2 separate regions of the Sus scrofa genome follow, and region 1 is linked to region 2. A link is a contact called in public HiChIP or PLAC-seq data. All regions are on one chromosome and are shown on one strand. The core of a region is the stretch at or near the end of the contact, and the rest is flanking DNA. Distances in the headings are between cores, read along the strand shown.

What was found. HiChIP or PLAC-seq counts read pairs in DNA pulled down with a chosen protein or histone mark.
Region 1: a contact with region 2 is called in an H3K27ac HiChIP or PLAC-seq map of skeletal muscle. The contact joins two enhancer-like sites. A contact is called at or near these places in 3 of 47 Hi-C or Micro-C datasets (embryonic fibroblasts, omental adipose tissue and undifferentiated spermatogonia) and 1 of 2 datasets of contacts at active chromatin or transcription factors (skeletal muscle).

Annotation. Positions count from the first base shown.
Region 1 is chr1:137,659,976-137,664,208 of Sscrofa11.1, forward strand. All of the region lies in intron 1 of IGF1R (insulin like growth factor 1 receptor), which reads right to left. Among named protein-coding and RNA genes, the nearest start is that of IGF1R, 28 kb to the right of the region's middle. Within about 2 kb of position 1,511, at least 18 of the 83 cell types and tissues checked have an H3K27ac peak or open chromatin away from gene starts, as enhancers often do. A contact at or near this core is called in skeletal muscle, where this site is marked.
Region 2 is chr1:137,488,582-137,492,692 of Sscrofa11.1, forward strand. All of the region lies in intron 2 of IGF1R (insulin like growth factor 1 receptor), which reads right to left. Among named protein-coding and RNA genes, the nearest start is that of PGPEP1L, 180 kb to the left of the region's middle. Within about 2 kb of position 1,605, at least 71 of the 83 cell types and tissues checked have an H3K27ac peak or open chromatin away from gene starts, as enhancers often do. A contact at or near this core is called in skeletal muscle, where this site is marked.

The DNA of each region.
Region 1 (4,233 bases), core at 261-2,760, 170 kb after region 2:
AAAAAAAAAAGAAAGAAACAAAATACAATCTATAAAACAGAGACAAACTTAAAAATTTCAAAATCTTATGGTTACCATAGGTAAAACCACTGAAGGGAGGGAGGGAGGGATTGGGAGGATGGGAATAACATATATACACATGACTATATAAAACAGATGATTAACAAGAACCTACTGCATAGCCCAGGAAAATCTACTGAATAGTTTGTGATAACCCGTACAGGAAAATAGAATGGATATCTTTATAACTGATTCACTTTGCTATACACCTGAAACTAATGCAACATTTTAAGTCAACTACACTCCAATAAAAAAATTTTTAAAGAAAATAAAGCTCCCTGCCTTCATCTGGATGAGCTTTAGTAATGTTTGTAAAACATTCAGAAAAGGCCATAAAAAGATCTTCACTGAGGGCTGTGCTAAGTATTAAGTATTATTCAATAAACCACAGCTTGGAGGCTGCCAGCTGACGTCTAGCTATAACCTGGAAAGAGTGCTGGCTGAATACATTGGGGTTTTTTTTCCCCTGTTTCAATTTCTAGGTATCGTTTACATTCATCTGCCCCCCTTCTATTAAAAAAACATAAAACAAAGAAGCAGAGCTACAGTAAGACACAACCAGAGTAGGTGGCATATTATGATAAACAAAGATGACAATAAAACATTTTTCCAGCTGTGATAAACATACTTAAGATCTATCGTAGAGGCTGCTGGAGCTACAACTGAAAACGATCAAAATTACAAGTTGTTTATAACATAGAATTTATGTCTTTAAAGCTTTCATTTTTTAGGAAGAAGTTGTCTCACTAGGAGATCATTTCCTTACCTTTTTTTTTTTTCCCGAATTTGAACTTTTTTTTTAAGTGGTGACTTTTTGAGGCTGTCAACACATCCAAAGTGATTTAACAACTGGCTAAAGGATGGGCAGCACTGTTTACAAATGAACAAAGCACTTGGCTCATCTCAGAGGCCAAGTTGGTAAAAAAAGCTGCTCAGAGCAGCCTCATCAGCCTCCAGGACCATTCCAAGGATCTATACCCTCCAGGTGGTTATGTGCATTTCATTATGTCTCTGTACCTCGAACAAGGACTTCAATTAACAGCTGTCTCCCTGTCCCAGAGATCAGATGCAAGAGAGTAAGAGGAATGAGGAATTATGTTCAGATTTCTAAATATCCATGCCTTCGTGCCATTTCTTGGCCTCTGAAGCCATTTGGTTTCTATACAGAGGCTTCCTTTCTTTACTTAAAAAACACTCACATACACACACCAAAAAACTTTAAACAATAAACTTTGCCATCCAACTGTGACTGATGAGATGAGCTTGTGAAATTGGCTTGTCAGATGCACTTATGTAAAAGGATACCCACTTGATTGCAATTCATAACATCCCTAACATCTTAAAAACTTCAAGAGACAACCACTTCCTCAACAAACAAAACTATTGTATGTGAAACCAAGCTGAGCTAAGATTACCTCATCCCTTAAAAGCCAATGGCAGCGAACAAGTTGTAACCCAGCTGGGCAGTGACCACATGAGTACAAGGGACTTGCCAGCCACCTCCCTGCCTCGTAAGCAAGAAAAGCCCCCAAAACTGGGACTACAGAGGAAATTCAACGGAAGCGGATAACATCAGATTGTGAAACACTTGGTCTGCTAAATGGAACATTTTACTTTTTGAATCCTAAAATAAACAGCCAGATTGCTTGAAGAATCACTGAGGTGTATCCTTGAAAAGGCACTTCACCTCCTTTCAAAGTCACACACCCAAACTCGTCAGATCTAAAACCCTTGTGGTGAACACCTACTATGTGCCAGGCACTGTCAGGGCCTGGGGAAACAAAGAACACGTTCCCTGCTCTTAAAGAACCCCTATAACAATGGGGGAGAGAAAGATGAACCAACTGCCCCAGTACTGTGTAGCACATACAAGATACACTGGCAGGTAAAGGGGTCACTGACGGGAGAGGTCAACCAGCTCGAGGGAGGGAAGGCTGCCCAAGTGCCCACCTGAAGCAAAATGCACAGCGAGAAAAGTTCAGTATCACCACCCATTGCACGTGAGACTGAAAATTAAGCTGTTAAATATAAATGTCAAAAGCCACCCAGAGAAAGATACTAGCTTCTGCATCCCTGAGGAGAAGGTAAAAACGTAGACAAGTTCTTCAATTAAACCTCTAAAATTTCTGAATCAACTATTTACAGAAAAAGACTCCTCTTATAATGATATTGGACACTTTTCCCCATGAAAAAATAAACCAAGAGCACAGATATGCTTTTCAATGTGAAGGTTGGTCTCCTTGGGCCCTACATGGGATGCTAGGTCATCCCACAGGAATATCCCCAGCGAATATTTTTCCTAGAATGTTCCCAGCCTTTCCTGAAAAACAGCTCAGATCACCTTTGCAATTGAAAAAAGTCCTAGTATTACTTGGGATATGAAAGTTACTCAAAATCATGTCAAATCAGATCACCACTGAATGCTCTCTGTGACCAGGGGACAGTGGCAGCCCCTGTGTAGGTTTCCAAGGTACAGGTTGTGCACATATCCACCCTTCCGTTCATTCATCAATCCTGCCCCCTGACACCCCTGGGCTGAGAACCTCCTCAAGGGCAACCAACTCCTTCCTAAGCACTCTCCACCCTCCACCTTCGCCTCCGCCTTCCTAAGTATTTCTTCCCCACTACCGCCCCGTGCCCACCCCACCCATGCTGAATGATGACAATCTCCTCGTGGCCACAAGTACCAGACAATGATCCAGACGACATCAGAGAATGACCCTAAACTCAAGGGTCTTGGCTTGATTTAGAGGCATGAGCAGAATTTTCAAGTTAAACTGAGCCAGACTTACATGGGACAAGATTCTCCACTGAGGTGAAGGGCATGTCACAGCACCTCCAAGAATAGCTCTGAGGGTGGAGTGTGAGCCCCCGAGAGGATCCAAGCCATCCCTCACATGTAACATCATCCCAGGGTGATGGCGTCCCAACTCTGCTTCCACATCTGCAGCCAGGAGCTGTAGCCGCTGGCCTACACCACAGCCACAGGGGATCTGAGCTGCGTCTGCGACCTATACCACAGCTCACAGCAACGCCAGATCCTTAACCCACTGAGCAAGGCTAGGAATCAAACCTGAGTCCTCATGGATGCTAGTTGGGTTTGCTAATAGCTGAGCCACATCGGGAACTCTAGAACAATCCATTATTAAAAGCATCAGCTTCAACTTAACAAATGAGTCTTTTCTAGCCTTCAAAGGAAACTGTATCACCACACAGTATCAACCCTTTCAGAGATGGTAAAAGGGAAAATCATTACAAAATAATTCATTTTACAAAGCTAGCATAAAATGATAGCAAAATATGGGAAAGAAAGCATACAAAGAGAACCATAGAATTATCTCACTTAACCTTAGAGAAGAAACATTTTAAATGTAATGTCAGCAAGCTAAATTTCATTAGGAATCTAAACAGTTACCCACCACAACCAAAAAGAGTCTGCTCCAGGAATTTGAGGAATTACTACCAGGTAATCTATTTCCATATCACCTCAATGGGTATAATACCAACAACATCTGAATCTAAATCAATCAAAACACCATCTGATGACATTCGACATCCATCCCTAATTAGTCATCCATGAAAACTAGACAGGTTATTCTTCAACGCAACGAAAACCCCTCTTAAACCAAAGATTTCATATATATTGAGGAATATCTGAGGTATTACCACTAATATAAGCCCCAAGAGACAAACATGCCCATGATCAACATTTAATACTATTCATATGTACCAGCCAATACAGTAAGACCCTGCAGCCAACAAATGCTGCTTGGTTGACCCACCCACAACAGCAGGCCCACTAACCACCACCCATCTTCTAGCCAGGGATGGCCTTGTGACTCAGATCTGGCCATGAGAGGAAGGGGCAGTTGGCTAAGCAGGGCTTGCTGGCAAATCATTCTGCTCTCTGCCTTTATACCTTCCTCTTCCTGCCTGCCTGAAACACAGATGCGCTGCCTGCAAGCACAGGGGCCATCGTTTGACATGAGCACCAAAGATACATGGATAGATGGAGAAACAGAAGCCAGGACTACAGTCCTTCCACATCTTCTTTGAACAATCACATTGCAGTGACCACAGACTGCTTCCACTCTAGATGTACTGAACTGGAGAAAAAGCAGCCCTGACTGCAAAAGCCTTTACCTGACCTTAAGCCTTTAGCAGGTTTCCTGT
Region 2 (4,111 bases), core at 355-2,854:
TAGCAGCCCTGAGTAGCCTGGAGGCTGGCAGGCTCCGAGGGTACACAGAGGCCAAGGCAGGCTAAAGTCAGCTCACCAAGCACTCACAGCCCGGTCATGTGGGAAAGAAAGGGGCAATCCGACTCTGGGGTGGGGATTAAAGGTGTTTCCAAACGTGCCTCGAGCCACTAAAGAGCAAAGCAGCCAGGCCCTCCTGCTTCCCAAGCTTATTTGAACAGGAGAAAGCCACTTGGCTCCCAGACCAGCCTACCCTGGCATCTTCCAGCAGGGAAACATGCTTTGGTTATTCAGACGTGACTTACTGGCACAGAGGCTGTTGGCATGGAAAAATGAACAGGCTGACCTGGCCAGAGAAGAGCAGGTGATGCAGAAACCCAGCGAAAGATGAGCTCAACGTGCCACCCTGAAGAAGTGGGAGGCCCATGTGAGGGGCCCCAAAAGAAGGAAGATTTACTAGAGAGGGCAAGTTGGGCACCTCTGCAAGTCAGGTACTTCTTACTTAAGATGTTTCGTTTAGTCTTCTCAACACAGCATAGAGGTCATCTTTCCACCTCCTGCCAGGGCCAGGTGGGGATTGGGGGGGGAGGGGGGCAGAAACCTAGGTTCACAGAGGTGAGTGCAGAAGGGCCCAGAGCTGGAACACGGGTCATGACGGCACTCCGCCTTATACTGAAGTGTCTTTTTGACTTCAAGCAATCGCCTAGTTTGTAACTTCACAAGGCCGGATGATGACGGTGCCAAGAACTTCACGGCCCTGAGGCAGGACTCTGCCCTCGCCCTCTCCATCACCTTTGGTAACGGAATGATGCCCCAGAACCACTTCTCTCAAGTCATGAAGTGAAAGCTGAACCTATCCTCACAACACTACCACGATACACATGAATACACACTAATTTGATCACCTAGAAAAAACATCCTAGGAGGGGAGAGTACAAATGGACAGCTAGAAGAGAGGGGGTGGGAGGAGGGAGAAATCTAAATCAGATGTGGTGGATAACTTGAAATAGGACCTGTTTCCTGGGCTTAAGTGGTCCTGGAAGTGGCTCTTGGAAATCAGGACAACCACAGATATTGTTTACATTTTATTTGCAATGTACCTTTCCCCCTTTACATTCCCTACAAGCAACTCAAATGCCCCACTGCTGAGAAAGTACACAGGCTGTAGGGTTGAGATGGGCAGAAGGCTCCATCTTGCCCCCACAGGCTGCAGCTCCACGTATGTTTCTGCGATTCCTATAAACCAAGAAGCAGAGGCCTTTTTGCTCCGTGACTGTGACTCGGCATCTGAAGGAGGCCTAACCTCCACTCAGCAAGTCAGAAACTCAAAATCATCATTTTTTTTTCCTTTTTTTTGGTGATAGGGCCTCTCACAAAATATCCCAAACAAGCCATCTTATGGAAAACTTTCTCTTTCTTCTGAGCAGAAAAGCTAAAGAGGACTGGATGTCCTGTGTAACACCAGCTCCTAAAAAGGAGGCATTTTTGAACCGAATGCCACATACTGTATTTTGCCATTTTGCCTACGCTTCCTGCTTGGAGCCTCTGTAACGGAACAGAGAAGCCTCAGACACTGGAGCTGCTCCAGGCCACGCAAACTCCACTCCGCATCTTCCAGGCAGCCCTGTCGCAAATAATTCCTGTCCACTACGCCCCTATCACACTGAATACAACCACATTGTGCAGCTGGAAATGGGAAACCTGATTCACATCACAGAATAAGGTACAAAAACATTTAGTTCAGCACAATGCTGTCTTGGGGCGGGGGGCACACATCTCAAATCTAGGAGTGGGTGAAGGAGTCAAGACCCACCTTGGAAAGAAGCACGGAATTAAAACAGCATTTGCCGCGTCCCGAAACAGTAACAACAAAAAAATCCACCCAGTCCTTCCAGAGCTGTTTCAGCTGCAGTGTTCCTAACCAAAATCAATCTAGTCCATGCACGCAATTTAAAAAGGAAGCATGATCTCCGCAGAAAATGGTGCATGTTGACAAGGCGTGACTTGTCCCACATGGACAGGAATAAAAGGAAAACAAGCCTGGTTGCAACTTAGCCTCCTTTAGTCTGAAGACCGCGGGAAGGAAAAGAAAAAGGCCAGAATAAAGGCAGGGAGACGCGGGCAATGGAGGACGGGACCAGGAGGAGGGTATGTGCCCGACGAGATTTTGGTAAACAGCAGCCTGTAATGGCCACTGGTAGAAAGAAGGGAAAACAGACATGGAGGGAAACGTGTTTACAACTGCAGCGGTGGGCGGGAGGCTGAGCGAGGAGGGAGGGAGGGATTCCCCGACTCTGCGCTCAGCCCGCTCGGCTCCAGTGGGGCCCCAGGGCTAGGTTGTGCTGCGGTGCACCCCCCCGCCACCACCACCCCCGCCCTGCTTTATTGGGGGGGGCATCTTGTTTATAGGGAAGGTTACTCCTCCTCAGCTCTGGTGATCGAGTCCCTAATACTCCTGCTGCATCCTTGCGGGATGCCCGCTTGACTGACAGCTGCCCCAGCCAGTCGCTGCCCAGCCCCCGCGGAAAGGTGGACTTTCCCAACGAGCCGATTGGACAGGGAGGAGGGCGGGCCGTCGTGATTGGCGTGCTACTCCGAGTAGAAAGTAGTAAACAACCTTGGTCCACCGAGGCGAGGCGAGGCAAGGCGAGGCGGGGAGGGCTTGGGATGCCTGCTGCCCGTCCTCGCTCTGAACTGGGGCTGCACCAAGACAAAAGGAACCCACAGTGGGGAGACGACCAAGGATACCCCAGAAAAGCAAACACGAATGGGTGTTCCTTTAGAGCTGCTGGGCTAGAACTGCTGACTTGCAGCTTCACATCATTTTTGTTCTGTGCAAAACCAAAATGGTTTGTTTCTGCTATTTATTCTCCTTCTTAGGGTTTAACAACTCTCAAACCGGAGCAAGAGCCATTTTGGTTGACCTTCCCTTCCTCTAAATTTTCTAGTTCTGTCTTTTCAGAAGTGCTTTTAAACCCCAGTACTAAAAATTGTTTCCTTACACAATGTGCCCTCCATGGCACAGAGGTATATCAGATGCCCTGTTAGACCTTCTGATCTCAAGTTCCTGGAGCTGTGATCTCACTCAGAGCTGTTTGGAAGAGTGTGTGTGTGTGTATAAAAACTGAGATGATATTAAGCTCACTTGACAAGAAATAAGCAGTGAACATGCATTTTCCATAGAGGGAGTATTTTGCCCAGGATAATGTATCTCGTGGTAACGGTAACTCCCCATCTGGTTTGACTTGAATCACAATCCACTCCTCATTCTGGCCTCACCATAAAGTCTCAAAGGACCTTAGCGAGAAAAATCTGCAGCTGCCAGGGAGGCGCTGCTCCCCCAAGCTGGGCAGCTCCTGGGGCTGCCTCCAGGAGGGGCGTGGGCACTTGAGAGACACACACAAACCACCTAACTGAGAGAGAGGACAGAGAGGCTCCTTCCTGTACTAGTGGAGAAGGGAACCAGGAGGACAGATCCAAGAGGGATCTCCACTCCATTTGTTTGCCCACCGACTCAACACTCTAATGGTGAGCTATGTTGCCACCGTGGCCAGACAGCCATACTGATACAAAATGACTCTTGCAGGACACAACTTAGGGTAAACTGACCACCTGGGGGTCGTCTTCATCACCTCCAGGCCCCAGTGTCCAGTTGTCTGCCTGTTCTAATAGCGCCTCCCTACCTAGCAGTCCCAGGGAACTGCATCCTTCAACCCTCGAGTCTCCCCTTTCTGTAAAAAGCCTCCACAGCCTGTGGTATGGAGTTAGTACCCCTTAGCTCTTCCAGCATGGCTCCAGCCCCCAGGCATGCAACTTCCTTCCTTCAGTTCTGGTCCTGCACTGGCCACACACACCCTTCACTCTTAACTGTTCTTTCTGCTTTCTGTGCTATCCCCTGCCTGCCCAGGAGAGGCCACTGTTCTCCACCGCTTCCCTGACCCTGCAGAACTCCTCAGAAAGCACACTTAGGTAAGTGTCCCTGATGGCGAGACACATTCGATGCCGCATTCTGACTCTGCTGACAGGTCTGGCCCCCTCACTAGACCCTGAACTTCTTGAGGGCAAAAGCAGTGTCATCTTCTGATGTGTGGATCTATGGAGCCACAGGCCCACG